3 separate regions of the Sus scrofa genome follow, and regions 1 and 2 are each linked to region 3. A link is a contact called in public HiChIP or PLAC-seq and promoter capture Hi-C data. All regions are on one chromosome and are shown on one strand. The core of a region is the stretch at or near the end of the contact, and the rest is flanking DNA. Distances in the headings are between cores, read along the strand shown. Region 1 has its middle 21 kb from the start of CST3. Region 2 holds the start of NINL (ninein-like protein). Region 3 holds the start of ACSS1 (acetyl-coenzyme A synthetase 2-like, mitochondrial).

Evidence for each region. Promoter capture Hi-C pulls out the DNA fragments that hold promoters and counts their contacts. HiChIP or PLAC-seq counts read pairs in DNA pulled down with a chosen protein or histone mark.
Region 1: an H3K27ac HiChIP or PLAC-seq map of alveolar macrophages shows a contact between it and region 3. The contact joins the enhancer-like site here to the promoter of ACSS1 in region 3. A contact is called at or near these places in 5 of 47 Hi-C or Micro-C datasets (brain, embryonic fibroblasts, fetal skeletal muscle and 2 more) and 1 of 2 datasets of contacts at active chromatin or transcription factors (alveolar macrophages).
Region 2: a contact with region 3 is called in a promoter capture Hi-C map of fetal liver, with 4 times the contacts expected there. The contact joins the promoter of NINL here to the promoter of ACSS1 in region 3. A contact is called at or near these places in 1 of 5 promoter capture datasets (fetal liver) and 1 of 47 Hi-C or Micro-C datasets (embryonic fibroblasts).

What each region holds. Positions count from the first base shown.
Region 1 is chr17:30,494,136-30,497,115 of Sscrofa11.1, reverse strand. No RefSeq gene overlaps it. Among named protein-coding and RNA genes, the nearest start is that of CST3, 21 kb to the right of the region's middle. Within about 2 kb of position 1,730, at least 9 of the 83 cell types and tissues checked have an H3K27ac peak or open chromatin away from gene starts, as enhancers often do. A contact at or near this core is called in alveolar macrophages, where this site is marked.
Region 2 is chr17:31,193,726-31,196,597 of Sscrofa11.1, reverse strand. It overlaps NINL (ninein-like protein), which reads left to right and starts at 1,557. Exons shown (of 22, transcript XM_021078311.1): 1 at 1,557-1,742.
Region 3 is chr17:30,838,407-30,841,362 of Sscrofa11.1, reverse strand. ACSS1 (acetyl-coenzyme A synthetase 2-like, mitochondrial) reads left to right here and starts at 1,564. Exons shown (of 14, transcript XM_001927113.6): 1 at 1,564-1,933. The coding sequence starts at 1,648.

The DNA.
Region 1 (2,980 bases), core at 481-2,980, 340 kb after region 3:
ACTTTCTCCTCAGTCACGTCCTCTTGGATGGGAAACTGTCCATCACGAACGGGCCACATGCTCTTGTTAAGCCCTGGAATGGAAGCAGCCTTCCCTGATGTTCACACTCTGTGTCCCCGGAGGAGTGAGAAGGAGAATTAGGGGGAGCAGAGCCAGGGAGCAGAGGGAAGACACGAGGAAAGGGACAGAGGAGGGAGGGGAACCTAGGCCTGTCTGCAGGCATGTCCTCATGCACTGTCACCTGCTCCCAGGAGGTCCCCATCTCCTGCATGGTGAGTCCTGGGGACGCAGGTCTGGGCCTCACTGCAGGAGAATGGCGGGCTGCTGCCATCTGCTGGCCTTTGCTGTGCCCAAGAGCCCCAAGCTGAGCCAAGCCAGGAAGTGGTCTCTCTCAGAGTGGGTAGTCCTCCAAATCGGACCCTAAGTCATGGACACCCTAGCCTGGGAACCTCCACATGCAGTGGGATGCCGGCCCTAGAGAAAAGGCCAGTAAATATAGAAATAAAATAAAAAAAAAAAAAAAAAAAAAAAAAAATAAAATAAAATAAAAAAGTAAAATTCATGAATGCGACACGATCTCCTTAGGAAGGCTGAGGGCATCTCAGGGGTAGGGATAAGTCCCGCCAGCTTCTGAGCCCTTGATGCCTTCCTGGGCAGGGAAGGGGCACGCGGGGATGGGGGGTGCTGTGCCTGTTCAGGTGGTTCAGGCAGAGGGAGGAGAAAGGAAGGGTCCCTACTTCTGCCAGATCCCATCCTGCACCTCCCTCTGCGGGGACACAGGGTCGTTGCTATGTCTCATTCCTCTTTCCTTTCCTCCTGTGTTTTCCCACAAGACCCACAGCTGCAGCAGCCTAGGTTGTGGCTGTGATGTGGGGAGCCCAGAAGCTGGTGGCCTATGGTTGACTTGGGGAGGCAGGACGCAGTGTGAACGCTCACCACGAAGAACGTGGCACCAAGAAAGTCATTCTGAGACCACGCCGTCCTCTCTCTGCTTTCTTAGACGAGGAAGTAGGGGCCCTGGGAAGGGAGAAGCCCACATAGGAGCAGTGGGTCCCAGGCGCCTGGGGTCACGAAGAACAAATGGAGAAATGCCAGCCTCTTAACTGAAGTTTGGCCACTGTCCACTGAGATCAGGCTTCCTGGGAACCCAGCACTGACACCCTGCTTCTGGGAAAGGCAGAGAGGCGCTTGTGCCAGTGTGATAGGATTAACAGAGCCGCCTCCCTGGCTGGAAGATCTGCAGCAGCTCTGCAGCACCGCCCTCAGGAAAACACAGACATAATCCCCCCGGGCCTGGCGCTGTGTGACAGCATGTGAGCAGATGTGGCAAGCGCACATGTGATGCCGCTGGTCCTCCTGTCCCCTCGGAGCCCCCGTGAGGAGCAGCCACCGCCCCTCAGCCTGGCCGCAGCACGAAGCCACAGCTGTGCCAGCCACAGCCATGCTCCGACGGGAGGGCATGGGAGGAAGTGTGTGGTGTAAAACCCTCAGAGGTCAAGGTCTTGCAGAAGCCTGACTGATCCGATTTAGCCCCCTCTCCACCTTGCGTCTACCCCCGTCTTTTCCTTTCCCACCATCCCATCACAACTCATGGGCCATCGCAGGTAATCAGGCAGTTACGGGTTACAGAAGCAGTGTTCAGTGTTTCCCCTGGTACATCCTAGCTGGTGCCTGTACCTTCCTGGATCACGGATACACAAGAGCAATCCTGACAGTGGGTAGAGCACAGCGAGGGAGACCTCACTGCCAGGGGCCGCCCTCCAAAAGGGGAAACCCCACCACTGCCTCATCATACACAGCAGCCAGGGAGCAGGCAGCGCTCAGGCTCACACCATATCTGACACTTAAAAACGAAATGCTAAGAAACAGAGGCAACAGGCAGGGAAAGCCATGGTTATGTTGAATGGTTGTTTTTAGATAAGAAAACTCCATTTTCAGGTGTACAGCCTGAGGCAGAAGAGAGGCAAACAGGACTGGTGAGGTTCCCAGGCTGACTCACCCCAACTCTGTTTCATTGTCCCATTTCTAATCCACTGGGGCGGGAGGTTTGACCTGATCACATGATGGGTGTTTGGGAGACGGGTTGTACTCAGCCCTACTGAAGCGGGGGAAGGAAGTGGGGAAGAAAGGATGGAAGAGGGAGGGAAGGAAGAAAGAGGGAAGGAGGGAGGAGGGTGGGAGGAGGGGGAAGGGAGGGGGAGGGGAGGGAGGGGGGAGGGTTTCCTGGAGAGATGTTCCCAGGGAAACTTGCAGAGCACTGGGGAAGCAGGAGGCAGAGGAAGCTGAGGGCAGAGGTGGGTTTCCGGTGAGCTCCAGCCTCAGAGTCATCCCAGGGTCTCTGGGACCTGAGTGGCACCACAGCATTGTCCCGGTGGAGGCATGGGGTCCAATCACTGGTCACTGGCCAAGGGCTGCATCTGGTAGGCAGGGGCCAATCGCCCAGGCCTTCAGCCAAGGGCAGCGTCTGGGGGCAGCCTCTGCTGAGGTCGGAGGCGGGGGCACCCGCAGCTCTGCTCTGGGGGTGTCCTCTGCTCTGAGCACAGACTTCAACCAGGCTGCCAGGCTTGGCCGGAGGGGGAGTATGAATACCAGCCATAACACCACGTAAGTCACGTCCCCTTAACCAGCAGGTGCCCCCCCACTGCCGTGACCTCCTTGAATTTAGAGACATGACGTTCAGACAGTGGTAACTTGTTCTCCAAATGCTCGCATAGCGCACTCATCTCAGGAGAGGAATGCTGGGATTCTGACTGGCTTCCCGGTGCTGAGCTGAGTTCCAGCCCAGTCACTGTGACCACGGGGACCCATACCCAGGAACACCTCTGCTGTCCTCCTCCTCAGATGAGCTGAGACTTCAGGAGCAGGACAGGGAAGGGACGTGAGTTCAGAGAAGTGAAACAAGAAGCAAGGGGACTTCTGCCCTAAGATCCCCCGAAGATCCCGACCTGACAGCAGCGTGTAGAGTCCCCGTCTCAAGTCC
Region 2 (2,872 bases), core at 308-2,807, 360 kb before region 3:
AACTCAGCACATTCCACTCTCCTGAGTGAATGCTTCAAAGGACGAATATGGTAAAACCACAGAACAAGAGAAAGTAGGTCTGTGGAGAGAAAGAAGTAGGAAGTAAGATGAGGGAGGGTGAGGACCTGCAGGTGAGGAGAGGTGTCATGCAATGAATTGTGTCTCCAAAGTTGCATGTGCTGAAGCCCTAACCCCTAGTGTGATTATCTGGAAATGGTGTCTTTTTTTTTTTTTGCCACACACACAGAATGCTGAAGTTCCCAGGCCATGGAATGAACCCACACCACAGCTATAACCAGAGTCAAAGCAGTGACAACACTGGATCCTTAAGCTGCTAAACCAGGAGGGAACTCCCAATAGGGTCTTTAAAGAGGTGATTCAGGTTAACTGAGGTCAAAAGGGTGGGCCCCTAATCCCATAGGACTGGTATCTTTTTTTTTTTTTTTTGCTTTTTACAGCCACACAAGTGGCATGTGGAAGTTCCTGGGGGCTAGGGGTGGAATCCGAGCTGCAGTTGCCGGCCTACACCACAGCCACAGCAATGCCAGATCCTAGCTGCATCTGAGACCTACGCCACAGCTTGCAATCCTTAACTCACTGAACAAGGCCAGGGATTGAAACTGCATCCTCACAGAGACAACATCAGGTTCTTTTTTTTTTTTTTTGGTCTTTTTCCAGGGCTGCACCTGCGGTATATGAAGGTTCCCAGGCTAGGGGTCTAATCAGAGCTATAGCCGCTGGCCTACACCAGAGCCACAGCAACACGGGATCCAAGTCGCCAGAACAGGAACTCCCCTGCTGAACTTTTCTGGCCAACTTTCTGCTCTCCTTAGGTTCCCCTCCTCTTTGCTTCTCCTTAGCATTTTCAACTTACTAACGCTTTTTGTATATTTCTCTTAAGTTTTAAAATTGTCTTCTAGCATGTAAACTCCAGGAGGGGCAGTGATTTTTCCCTCAAAAGAGAGATCTTCCCATTTTCACTGCTCTGTTCTCAATGCCTGACACTAGTAGATGCTCAATAAATATTTATTGATTGAATGTATGATGGAAAAACTTTGAAATTTTATGTCTTCTTGTTTCCTCAGCTGCGATTAGGGGTTTTGCCTAACTGGCTTCCTCGGATTGTTTCCCGAAGAGGATTCTAGACCAAGACCTGTGAACAACAAGGGTGCATAGCTCAGAGATCAGTGAGGTCTGCCTCTGGATTCACTCCCTGAGGCTCTAATCTTTCCAGAAATGCCCCCTGGGCTGCCCTTGCAACCCAACCCTGCACATTCCTGCCGAGGGACACCCCGCACGCCCCGCCCACTCGTCACTGGCCACGCCCCTCTGGATTGCTTAAACAGGTCCAGTCCTCGGGCCTCAGCCCATTGTTGGCGGCCGCGCCCCTTCTTGACCACGCCCCGCACCTAGCCACGCCCCTTCTTTAAGCCCCACCGCTTTAGCCCCGCCCACTCTGCCCCATCCCCTCCAGCCCCGCCTCCGATTTTGCCCCCGCCGTCTATGGTCCCGCCCCTGTGTTCGGCTCGGAGGCGCAGGCCCCACCTCCTCTGGCCCCGCCCCAGCCGAGCCTTCGGCGTCCCTATCGTGTAGCACCCGCGGCGCCTGCAGGCCTGTAGGAGCGCGGCGCAGGGACCTCCAGACACAAAGAGCGGCGGCAGGACGCGGGTGGGAGGCGTGCGCCCGCCCGGCGCTCTTGGTCTGTCCGCGCGCGGGCGGAACCCGAGACGCCCCTAGCCCAGGTGAGCGGGCCGCGCACCGCGATCGCGCCTCCGCGGAAGCCCAGGGGTGGGCCGGTGGGGACCAAGTGCCGGGGATCCGTGCCTCGCTCCGCCTACGAGTCTAGTGGCCCCTCGGGAAGTCTGGTAGGAGCCCGCTTCCCCAGAGACCATGCGGGGCTGGGCGGGTCCTCCGGCGGCGGCCGCGACTAGGTCAGGCGGAGCGCGTGTGGTCGGCTGGGGTCGCGGGGTGGCCGGGCGCGTCCTCTGAGCTGCTGTTGGCGTCCAGTTACTGCACAGGATGAGCTCTGAATAAAATCCTCCTACTATGCACGGGCTCTCGGGACTACCTGCTTCCTTCTAATGTATAACGAGTTTGCACTTAGAAAAGTTGTTAGAAATAAGCACTCACTGAGCTCTGAGGTGGAAAAGTCTGCTGCGAGTTTTGTCTGCTATGAATTGTTTGCAGAAGTGCCGCTTTCCTCCCGTCAGTGCTTTCAGTCACCGGTCCATAAATTGTGATTACTGGGACCTCTGTGTAGGGCTGTGTGTCTCTCTGTTCCTTTCTTCTCCTGGAGTCTTGGGCCAGGCTGTGAAACAGGGAGGAGTCCGGGGCAAGAACTGTGGGGCTTGGGGGCTTGGAGGGTTGAATGATGCTCACTGCCCCACCACCGACACTGAGCAAAGGTGAGCTGCTCCACAGAGACCGCAGCTGTGATTTCCAGGTTTTCCACATTGGACTTAGAATACTTTTAAAAGCAGAAAAAAAAAAAAAAAAGTTAAAAACCGGTCCGTTAAAGAGAACACTAAGCAGCCTCTCAGTTGTGTGAACGTGTAAAAGAGGAGTAAGCGCATATTAAAAAAAAAAGCTAAGGTGGTTACGGATGTGGCTGCCACCATGCTGTCCCTTTCCTGTTTGGTTTACACATCATCTGTAGTGGTTTACACCATTACGGATTGAGCTGGTCTATACTGGCCAGTACAGTGGGACATGAGTATTTATATATAGTTCAGGCTCAATAAAAAATAGAGGATAATTGCTTTTGCAGAATGGTAAAATAACAGGCCTCCACCAAAGAACTTGAGATAACATTTAACATCATCAAATTAGAAAGAGAACACATTATAGAAGAGTTAGAGTTTTAACTTTTTTT
Region 3 (2,956 bases), core at 315-2,814:
TAATCTATTTAAAATGATGATTTAGGCCAAGTGAGGGGGATATTGAGGTGGGAGTGGGTGTGCTGGCACCACGTGCTTTTTAGCAATTCTGTTTATTTCTCTCTGCTCAGTGAGTCCCTTGTTCCACTTGAGAGTTGAGAGTTGGCAGCACTTGATAGCACTAGATAATTTTTTTTTTAAAGCACCTGTGGCATATGGAAGTTCCTGAGCCAGGGGTTGAGCCACAGCCACTGTAGAAGCAATGCTGAATAGTTATGTCGTGAGCCACACGGAAAGTCCAGAACCAGATAATTTTTAAATTAAGTAAAAATTGCAAGTAAATGCTCAGCACAGAGCAGGACCCATGTCTAGTGCTAGCTGTTATCACTGGTTTCCCAGCCTTAAAAAGCAGTAGCAGGAGGGTGAGCACACACACACACACACACACACACAGGCACACAGGCACACGTGCTGGGGCTGACTGACAGCACAAATACCTCCTACTGCTAACAGGAAGGGATCTATGCTAAACCCAAAGCACTCGACCAACCAGTTTTCAAAAATCCCCTCTCCCTTCTGTTTACATTACATGTTTACTTTGTGTGCTTGTTGTAATATTTAAGAGTCTAGTTGCCACAAGTTTCTGTGGGTTTCCCACTATCTTTCCCAGCTTGACAACAGGAACACAGCCTTCACTACTGGGTCCCCTGGGAGACCCTCCTCCCCCCAGGGAGACATTACTTTTGTTTACCTCCCCAGGGCTGCTTAAAGAATAAACGAGTCGGCGTCTGAAATGTGCAGCCTGGAAGGGGTAACCAGGGAACTCAGTAGTGGAGTCGGTGTAGGCACAGAGGGGTTAAGGAACTGGTCCCGGGATACAGAGCTAGAAACTTCAGATTTTGACCTCAGGCCACAGATGCTGGAGCTGCGCTTGAGAACTCCCACGGTTCCAAATCAATCATGGCTGGTGGAATGTTTGCTTCTCTGCTGTATAAAAGCACCAGATCCCAGACCCAAGGTCTTACAGTCTCCTGGTCCGAGGACCCCTGACCAGCCCACTTAGCCCACGGGGACTACTTGTGTATGTTTTGGGGGAAGGCGTACAGGCCACCCAGGCCGCTCAAGCATTCAATCTCGAGGCCCCACAAAGGGATGAACACTTTGCTCTCAGCCTCTGAGATGCTGAACCGACCAAACCTGACGAGTGGTCCTTGGAGCAACTTGTGCGCCTCGCTCCGCGGGTCACTAACATCTGTGCCGGCTCCCTCCCACCCGCGACGGTTTCCAGCTCCCAGGAGAGCCTGCATTGCCCGCGCAGATCTGCGGTTGACAAAACGGCGCAGCCGTCGGAACTCGTCGGGGACGCATCAACTGAAACCCCGGCAGCCCGGCAGGGGACCCCCTCCGCCGCCGCGCTCCCAACTCCACTTCCACAGGGGCTCCACCTCCCTTCGCAGCCCAGCTCTGCGTGGGGTGAAGAGGGGTGGGACAGGGCAGGGCGGAGGGGGGGGCGGTGGTCAGAGGCGGAGCGGGGGCGGGGAGTGTCGGGAGGCAGCTTCAGACAGGAGGGGCGGGGGGCGGGGCGGGGCGGGAGGCGGGGCGGGGCCGAAGCGGGGCGCGGGCGCGCGAGGGCTGGGTCGCCACAGCCGCGAGGGGCTCTGAGGCGCGATGGCTGCCCGTTGCTTGGGCTGCGGCGTCGGGCGGCTCCTGGGCGGCCTTCGCGGGGTGGGGGCTCGGGGCCCCGGGGTCCCCCGTCTCTGGAGCAGCGCCCCCGCCGCGCCGCCCGGCTCTTATCAGGAGCGGATCGCGCTGGCCGCGCGCGAGCCGGCCGCCTTCTGGGGGCCGCTGGCGAAGGACGTGCTCGTGTGGGACACCCCCTACCACACGGTGAGCGACTGCGACTTCCGCAGCGGCAAGATCGGCTGGTTCCTGGGAGGCCAGTTAAATGTGTCCGGTGAGTGGGCTCGGGGACCCTGGCGCCCGAGCTCGGCGACGGCTGCCGCACTCGCCCCCTCCTCAGCGTTCGGGCGTGCGGCGCCGTCACCCCGCCCCCACCCACCGGCCCAGCCCGGCCCACTCCCCTGCCACCCGGCCGGCACCCCCCACGTTGAACGGGGTCCCGGCGCCCCATGCCGTGCGCGCCCGCGGGAGGCAGTGAGACGCCTGCGCCGAGCGGGGGTGGAGGGCGCGGGGACCCCGGAGCCGGACTTCCTGCTCCCGTCCCGGCGGGAGATAGCACCGAGAAGCTTTTGGCTGTTGCCACCGCCAGGTGCGGGCCGGCGACTCGCTTGGGGAGCAGCCCTGCCCGTGTAAACAAATCGAGCTGTGGCGGGTGGCCGAGGAGGAGAGCCCCGCCAGTAGCCAGAATCGACCCGTAGCCGGAATCGGCTCGCAGCCGGGAAGGAAGCAGTGGTGGGGCCTCCCAGTTCTCAGTTTCACCTTCGCCCGGAAGACCCACGGCGCTGGCTTTAGTCCCGGTGCGTTTGGGACCCCAGAAACCAGCTCCACTGCCCGTCAGTCCTCGGGTCTCTGCAGAGACTGAATCCCGCCACGCGCTGTCAGGATTTGGGATCGGGTAGAGGGGAGAGTAACCCCTTCCCCAGCCCAGCTAGGGGAGAAGGCCCGGGAACTAAGGCTGCGGCCAGCCTGGCAAGGTCTGGCCTGGGTGTGGGCAGCCGGGCAGGGTGGTCAGAGGGGAACGGGGAAAGGTAAGTGGGGTCTGGGTTGTTTGAGGAAAGGAACTGTAGGTCTTCATGACCAAGGCCTGAATTGGGAAGTGGGGGTCTGAGTCTCCCAGGCTCCACCATCTACTGGCCCAGTTGCTCTGTACCTCTGAGCCTCAGTCTCCTCCTGGGTAGACTGGGGGTGGTAATGCCCACCTGAAGGGGCTGGTTGTAAGGACAAAGTACGCAGAAGTATGGACCGGTCCCAGCACTTATTGGCGATTAATAAATAGTAGTAATTTTAACTCATAAAA